Linked DNA regions of Mus musculus: region 1 is linked to region 2. Evidence: chromatin contacts called from public Hi-C data. All regions are on one chromosome and are shown on one strand. The core of a region is the stretch at or near the end of the contact, and the rest is flanking DNA. Distances in the headings are between cores, read along the strand shown.

Region 1 (4,021 bases), core at 1,356-3,855, 560 kb after region 2:
TGTATATTCTTGTACCAAACAATGATCAGGTTTCATAGTGACATCTATGTACAAGTCCATACTATGCCTTGATCAGACTGACTCTCCACAGCCCTCCCTGTACATAGCTTCCTCTAGCCCCTTTCCTTTCCCCAGTAAGTCTCCCTTCTAATTCCATCACATATATGCATATATATGGAATGTAGATTCCACACACAAAACTCTAACAAATGAAAAGCACGATCTTTTTCTGAGTCTGGCTTAGTTTTTCTTAACATGATTACCTTCTGCTGCGCATTTCTTACAAATGACACAATTTCATTCATCCGTCTTTAGGAATGAATGAAGCTTAGTAGATGCATGCCACATTTTTTATACACTCATCTGCTGACAGACACCTAGGATGTTTCCATAACTTAGGTATTGTGGATGCACATCAGTAAAAATGGACATGCAGGTATCTATGGAGCACATTGGCTTAGATTCCAAAGACAACAACTCCTGCGCATGCTCCTTCTCTGTATTTGTCGATTCCAGAGAAAAATCGTACTTCAGTCTCCAACATTTAAAAGCATATAACTTTGGATTTCTGCAGTTGCTCCTAATGTAAACACAGTCCTTTGTACATGAAATAAGGACGGAGAGGGTGGGGTGCTCATGGGAAGAGCTCCGGAAATTAATTTGCTTTCTTGGCTATGCTTTTTCCTCAACATAAAGGGAAAAATGTTGAAATCAACTGGGATACTATCTGATGGGCCACAGGACAAGGAAAGTGCTGCCTCAGATGTGAGGTCCAGGCCACAGGTTTGAGTGAGTGCAGGGCTGTCCTAAAGAGCCATAAAATAGACCGGAAGATGAGGGTAGGTGATTGGTGGGCAGTTTTGCATAGCCCATTTCTTCTCTGCATTGTTGATTGTTTTTCACAAGGCAATATTCCAGTGACAGAAATGCCTAACTGATGACGATATGGTAAGTTGTTCCCAGACCTTCGTAGTGATTTATAGAAATGCATAAAATAAAATAGATTTAAAGCCATGTCAAAGATAATATGGGGCTAAAGGGGAAAGCTGCTCTGGAGTAGAGCCCACAGATGGTAGGAGCTGTCAGACATTTCTTTCCCGTGATAGTATCCACTCCCCACAGTCCTTACTCACTTCCCCACTCCATGGCCCTATTCTTTTCCAAAATAGTCCCCTTTCTATGTACACAATGCGTGTGTGAATGTGTGTGTGTAAGTGCATGTATATGTATGTGTATGTGAATGTGTGTAAGTGCATGTATATGTATATGTGAATGTGTGTAAGTACATATATGTGTATATGTGTGTAAATGTGTGTGTGTAAATGCATGTATGTGTGTGTAAATGCATGTATGTGTGTGTAAATGCATGTATGTGTATGTGAATGTGTGTATGTGTAAGTACATGTATGTGTATGTATGTGTACATGTTGTGGATCCATGTGTGTAGGTATGCATGCTTGTGCATCAGCATGTGGTATGTGTGTGTATATAGCCATGTGCATATGAGCATGTGAGCATAAGTGCACGCATGTCTGTCTGTTTGCCCCACAGTGGATAAGTAAGCATTCAGACACCAATGTGTCAGGGATCCACATGACCTTACATAGAGAGGCATAGTGCACATTGTAGCACTTACCGTTCCTATTGGAAGATTCAACACACTCTTGAGTCCATTATCAAATGTCTTTACCTTTTACTGACAGAGACTGAGGCACACAAGGGAAAGTTATAGTATGTTAGGAGGAGGGAGCCGACAATCCAAAGTTTCTGCATGCAGGGCATGCCTACTATGCTCAATAGTGAGACCAGTGTGGCTAAGCAAAAAGACCTTGCAGGGCAGCAGCAGGAAACAGAACCAGAGCGACAGTGGGAAGCCTGGCCAGCACGCAGCTCTTATTCCATTCTTTATGGAGCAGAAGCAACTGTGGGATTTTCGGCATGGCAACGCCATGATTTGACTTCATTCTGACTGGCTCTTCTGAGATGGGGACTGCTAAGGAGATCATGAAAATCATCCAAGCAGGAAATGAAAGGGGCATAAATCAGGGTGCCTGCAGAGGAGGAGGCTGGATTCTGTCTGTTCTGAGAGTGTATCTGCCAACATTTTCTGATGAGCTTGGTGTAAGTATTAGAGAAAGAAAGAAAGGAAGGAAAAGTGGCTTTGAAGGTTGCCTGTACAAGCAGTTGCGGCATGGCAGAGTTCCCGGTAACTGAGTAGGTTTGTGGGGCGGGAACCGTGCCTTACTTTAGGCAGAGGAGTTTGAAATGCCCTTTGGTCACACACAAAGATATCTCTACTAATCTCATGTATCTCTTTCTGTCTCGGTTTAGAACTCTGGGAGAGGCTAAGTGTGTGGATAGGCTCATTGGAGAACAACTGTACCTCGAAAGTTTGCTCTCACTATGAGGATGGGTGCACTTAAAGAGAGTGATATATATAATACCGCTTACTACAGGAAACACTAGAAATTGAAAGATTAATCAAACAGACTCAACAGTGCCAAGAGGTGATGTAGAGATTTGATAATTATTTACTCAGTGACTTTCGGCAAACATCCACTCCCAGTTTCAGAGAGCTGGGAGTTGAGTGTCAGGAGCAGGCTTACCGTGCGGTCTAAACTGATCCAGGTCTGCCTGAGTTCTTGCAGTGTGCTCATGACACTGCCAGAGACCTCCTCCCTCTTGTTCTGAATCAATGCGAGGCCATTCTGCTCAATTTTCTCTACCTCCTTTTCTTTTGCTTTAATCAAATCTTCCAGTTCCTGAAAGATTAAAAAATATATATAGTTATTTTAAATTGTTCTATTATGGAACTCTAGGGTGCACTGAAATTGAGTCATTATAGTTTCGTGTGCTAAAACCCCATACTAATCCAAAAAGATGACAATTCTCAAGAGAGGGTCTGCACAGTGATGCTTCTCCCTATACTTAAATGTTAAAAAAAAAAAAAAGAGGTCCTTTTATCCATAGTAAATTAGCATACCCTGAAAAATATAAAAACTGGTTATCCCGCAGATAAAGAAATGTCATTATATATCTTTTTCAAAAAGCTGTAAGGAGTGAAATACATATCCAAAATTGCAATATGATTATATCCTTAAACCCAAACGTCATTTTTCCAAAAATCACATGGCCTAGCCTGTGACAGGTGGCACCTGAGAGTCAGACATGGTTTTGCTGCTCTTTGGCTGTGTCACTCTGAGAAAGTGAGAAACTTTTAATAATTGTCAATTTCTTCAAATGGGAAAGATGGAAAAGAATAAGTATTATCTTCTCTTTTTCCAATGCTCTGATTCTATGTGATTCTGAAAGACTACAGGCTTCTTCGTGTCTGAAATTCTCATTTTCTTTAGACGGCACTTTTGTAACTGCGAGAATAAAATGTTCACAAAAGAAAAGTAAGTCGGCCAAAGGCTCAGAGCTCCTCCTGAGACCATACAGTATAGAGGGTCTGGGGCCACAGCTCCACGCTTAAGAACACTGTCTGCTCTTCCAGAAGACTCAAGTTCAACTCTCAGCACCCACATTGTGGTTCACAACAGTCTGTAACTCCTTGTCTGATGCCTCCTCTAGCCTTCATTAATAGCACCAGGCACACACATAGCATACAGATATGCACACAAACAAAACATTCAGACAGTTTTTAAAAGTTTATTTACCCAGCAAGTCCCAGGGATTCTCCTGTCTCTACCTCTCCACTGATGGGATTCTAGACAGCATCACACCCGCCTTTTATGTGGATGCTGGAGATCCAAGCCCAGGCCCTAATGCTTGTATAACAATTTACCAGCTCAATGATTCAAATATGGATAAAAAAATTGTAGTTGAGTAGCTGTTGGTCAAGTGTTTATGTATTATGCTTCTCTTGAAATTGTTATTATTCCCTTTATTTTTATTTCTGCTATGACCCAGCTGTTTTTTTACGATAAGATTTCAAGCATACCATTGGCCTCGAACTCACCACGTAGCCACAGATAACATACCTTTCTGATCCTTCCTGATCTACGTCCTAAACTTTGGG
Region 2 (4,034 bases), core at 1,455-3,954:
TAAAAGCACCACCATCCTAATTTTATATCTGTTGCTGTGATAAGGTAGCTCAACCTGAAGCAACTTAGAAGATGAGGGTTAATTTTAGCTTACAGTTCCAGGTTACAGCCCATCATTGCAAAGATGTCACAGCGGCAGGTATTTAAAGCATCCAGTCTGTCACCTCCACGGTCAAGAGCAAAGAGAAGCGAATGTGTGCACACTTGCATGCTTGCTTGCTTGCTTGCTTGCACTCAGCTTGGTGTCTCCCTTCTCCTATACCTAGGATACTTTGCTTAGCTAAAGGCACTGCCCTTCCTGGGCTGGGTCTTCCCACCTCAATTAAAGGCAATCAAGACATTCCTGAACAGATATCCCCACAGGGCAATTGGCTCTAGATAATTCCTCAGTGAAGCATCAGTCAACAGACTAGCTACAACAGCCAGCATGCCTGTTTATTTAGTCTTAATAGTCCTTTACAAATCTTTGCGGTTACAAAACTATTTCAAATTTCTTAATGTTTCAGTGAAAGAGCATATTACAAAACCCAATGCAGTAGCTGTTACTAGGTGTCCACTTCAGCAGCACTGAGTGCATCCAGAGGGCTGTAAGAATATCACCACCACCCATTTCTAGCCCTTGCCATCACCACAAACTGAAAAGCTGTTTCTATTGCACAACCACTCTCGACTTGTCCTTTCCCCAGCCCTGGGAAAGCCTATTGCCTTTATCTGAGTTAGCCTGTTCCATGTATCTCATAGGTGAAATGTTTATCACAGTTTCCATTGTGCCTGGCTTAATTTACCCAGGGATGCTTTTGTACGCCATCCATATTGTGATTCATGTCCACAGACTCAGAGTTTCAGACACATGGAAGAAGGACGAAGGCTTCCACAAGTCCAAGTGTGGTTGTTGATGGTGTGTGCAGAAAATGACCACCACAGCTTTCTTCTTGATATTTACAGCCTGAAGACGACTCCCCCACAGAGACTGTTTCTTCCCAGAACAAACCTGTCTCCTCCATCCAGCCGTATATCATAACCCTTGCCTGCTTGTTCATCTGTATGAAATACAGCTTCTTGTCCAGCTCTATGCGATAGCTCTGCCTCTCTGTTCAATCTATAGAGAAAGCATGCTGAGCTTCTGCAGTAATGTGGTCACGCCAGCAGAGAGCACCGACCATCTAATCCCAGTTTTTCTGCATCTGTCTGTCTGTCTGTCTGTCATCTGTCTCTCTGTTTGTCTGTCTTTTCATCTTTTCTTTATTCCTTCACTTTCCCCATTGGGTCTGTCCTTGGAGCTGTGCTGGATGTGACACTTCCTTACTTGAGTTATTTTGTAAGCAGTTAGTGTGATCTCAAACTCCCAAGGACACATCTCCCATCCCAGGAACCTCCCCTAGGGCTTTAAGGCTCTGGGGTGAGTCTCCAGCTGGGGACCATCTCTGCCCTTTGTCTGCCCAGGATTCAATGGCATCTTTTGCCTCATGTCCACATCTGGAGATTCTTCTGAATGTGTAACGTCCTATAGAGATCCCCCCTACAGCAATGAGAGAGACCTTCTGAGGGGCCCCCCTGTGACGCCACAAAAAGAGGAGGCATTTTGCTGCTGCTATTGTTTATCTGCAAGGCACAGGGTTCCACTGGGTAGCACAGAAAATCCAACTTGCTCCCAGGTTTATTCTAGCCATTTCAATCCAGCCATGCTGCCTGCCATTTTAGTGGCTTGATGTTTTAAATAAGGCTACTCCACTCTATTGTTTATAAGCTATAAGGACTGAAGTCATGCTTATCCAGCCCATGCTGTCTTGTAAGGTCTGCATAGCTGCTTGGGATGAAGTCCACTGTTCATTCATAAAAAAAGTTAAGGGAATTCCACTGACTTCCCAGTTATCTTTGTATCCAGTTCTCTTAAGAAAGTACAAGGGAAATTATCATCATGCTCTTGACTTCTTAGATTAAAACCTTGGAACAGACCAAAGCCATTGAAGATTTAAATCAATCCCGAGACGAGCTGGAGAAGATGAAGGAGAATGCAGAGAAAAAGCTCATGTTGGTCATGTCTGAGCTGGAAAACACAGAGCAGGAGGCTCGAGCACACCAGGAAAGAAGCAGAGCCATGATAGAGTTGGCCAGCCTTGAACTGAAGACCCTGAGGAAGTCTTTGGATGAAGCGGAGAGGAGAGGAATGCAGGTAGATATAAATCTTCAGGACAGGACAGGATGGTTGAAAAGCTATATGCATAGTCATACTTAAAGCTTTGGACTGCTTTGCGAACTTGTATGCCATCCGTGTGCAGGACCATGCTTAGCTCCCGTGTGGCCTTCTAATTTTGCATGTGTGCCTCTAAAGAAAGCATTAGTCATACATTTCTTCCAACACAATGTGTAGCGGTTTCTATATCATCTCAACATATCTGCCCACTCCCCAGCATCTTTTTGGCAAGCCAATAATCATTATGAGTTTCTTGGCCAAGAAGAGCAGTTCATGCTTCATGGCATAGACTATAAGAAAGAAACAAAAACTAATGCTCTTATCAAAGCATTAGAAAGCTAGTGTGAATCCTCGTCTGGGGGTGATGAGATGCTTCCAACTGCATTTGATAATTGTCTGGAGATTGCCTCATCACATTTAATGTTAAGCAGGCCTTGGAGCTCAGAGAAGCCGTATCTCCCACAGAGATCAGTTGCAGGAAAACAGCCTCCAATCTCCAACAGTGGCACAGACTTCATGGTTGACCAAGCACAGATGTAAGCCATAAAAAAAGTACACGCTGGCTGGCTGGCTGGCTGGTTACAAGGAGAATCTTATCTCATGAGCACATCAGGTCAAACATAAAGAACTCTGTCCCGGGCAGTCTGACCCCTACTGCTTTTGACTAGTGTGTCACTTTCTGAAGCTGAAAAGGGCAGAGAACGGTCTCTGGTCCTAGGGATTTTTTTTTTCTTTCCTCCACTCTGCTTTGGCTCATGTGTCAGGCAGAGCTGGGAAGAGCCAAGCTCTAAGGGCAAGCGTTCTCAGGAAGAAAACATCTCAGGAATTGTGAGTTTTGGCCATATTCAAGAGAGTGGGAAACTCTGAGGGAAGCGCTTGCATTTGGGAGACTAGACTGGTACCTTATTCTATTTGGGTGCTTGAGCAAAGTGTAGGAATCAGGGCAGCTCATAATAAGCAGGGCAGTTATTTCTCTTAGGTCTATAGGTTTGAGAGTCAAGTTTACATATGATGTCTTCCCAAACCCTCAAATGGTAAAAGCTGTGGTTATCCGTTGATAAGGATACCAATTTTGTCTTAGAGAAGCCAACATCATAATCTCAACCAAGCCTAATTAGCTCATAAAGCCAGTACCATCCCACCGAGGATGATGCTTCCATATACACTTTGAAGGTGTGGTGTGCAAATAAGAACCTCTCATCTCCCACGCTGGACCATTCATGGGAAGGAAATTGGAGATAAATGAACATGGGGTTGGCGTGTTTGGATGGTGTTCTTCTGATGGCACTCCGTCTGCAGGCTGCACTCTTGATGTGCATGCCATCTTTTCTGAAATAGAAGATATTTAGTGAGGGCTTACCTAAATACCCCTGTTTTGTCTATGGTAACCTAGGGCAATGGAAACCACCCTGGGAGGACGTGAAGAGAGGCAATATATCGGGGGTTGGCCTGGTGATGCTAGGTACTCAAAGGCTAAATATAGCAACCCCCAGAATAAGATTTACTACAACAGTGGGGCCCATTATAACCATTGCCCCTGGCTTCTACTTTCCCTTTACCATACACCTAGTAGCTTCAGATCAGCCCAGTGTTAGAACCACACACTGAGGCAGCAGTCTTTGGTTTAAGAAGGACCGAGAAGCCCTCCTGTTTTCAAAAGCTTACTCCTTGTCTTGAGTTTCAGAACCCCATTTCCCTGTTAATGTCTCAAATGCAGAAATGTTTCTCCACTCACATCAACATTTGTAGAGTCCCTTGTCAGGCCACAGAGCGTGTTCTCAGTTAATCGTTTTGCTCATCCAGGATTTCTGAACAGACTTAGTGAGGTCAGAGTCTCAGAA

What was found. Hi-C and Micro-C count contacts between places; a contact is called where the count stands out from the background.
Region 1: a contact with region 2 is called in a Hi-C map of uterus, with 2.9 times the contacts expected there. The contact joins two enhancer-like sites. A contact is called at or near these places in 1 of 15 datasets of contacts at CTCF or cohesin (the NIH/3T3 cell line), 1 of 484 Hi-C or Micro-C datasets (uterus) and 4 of 115 datasets of contacts at active chromatin or transcription factors (the NIH/3T3 cell line, bone marrow-derived dendritic cells, differentiating embryonic stem cells and 1 more).

What each region holds. Positions count from the first base shown.
Region 1 is chr10:5,114,361-5,118,381 of GRCm38.p6, forward strand. Syne1 (spectrin repeat containing, nuclear envelope 1) reads right to left here. Exons shown (of 146, transcript NM_001347711.1): 115 at 2,607-2,762. Among named protein-coding and RNA genes, the nearest start is that of Gm51757, 210 kb to the right of the region's middle. Within about 2 kb of position 2,606, at least 16 of the 459 cell types and tissues checked have an H3K27ac peak or open chromatin away from gene starts, as enhancers often do. A contact at or near this core is called in uterus, where this site is marked.
Region 2 is chr10:4,556,562-4,560,595 of GRCm38.p6, forward strand. It overlaps Ccdc170 (coiled-coil domain containing 170), which reads left to right. Exons shown (of 11, transcript NM_001370992.1): 10 at 1,936-2,172. Among named protein-coding and RNA genes, the nearest start is that of Gm22739, 74 kb to the left of the region's middle. Within about 2 kb of position 2,705, at least 12 of the 459 cell types and tissues checked have an H3K27ac peak or open chromatin away from gene starts, as enhancers often do. A contact at or near this core is called in uterus, where this site is marked.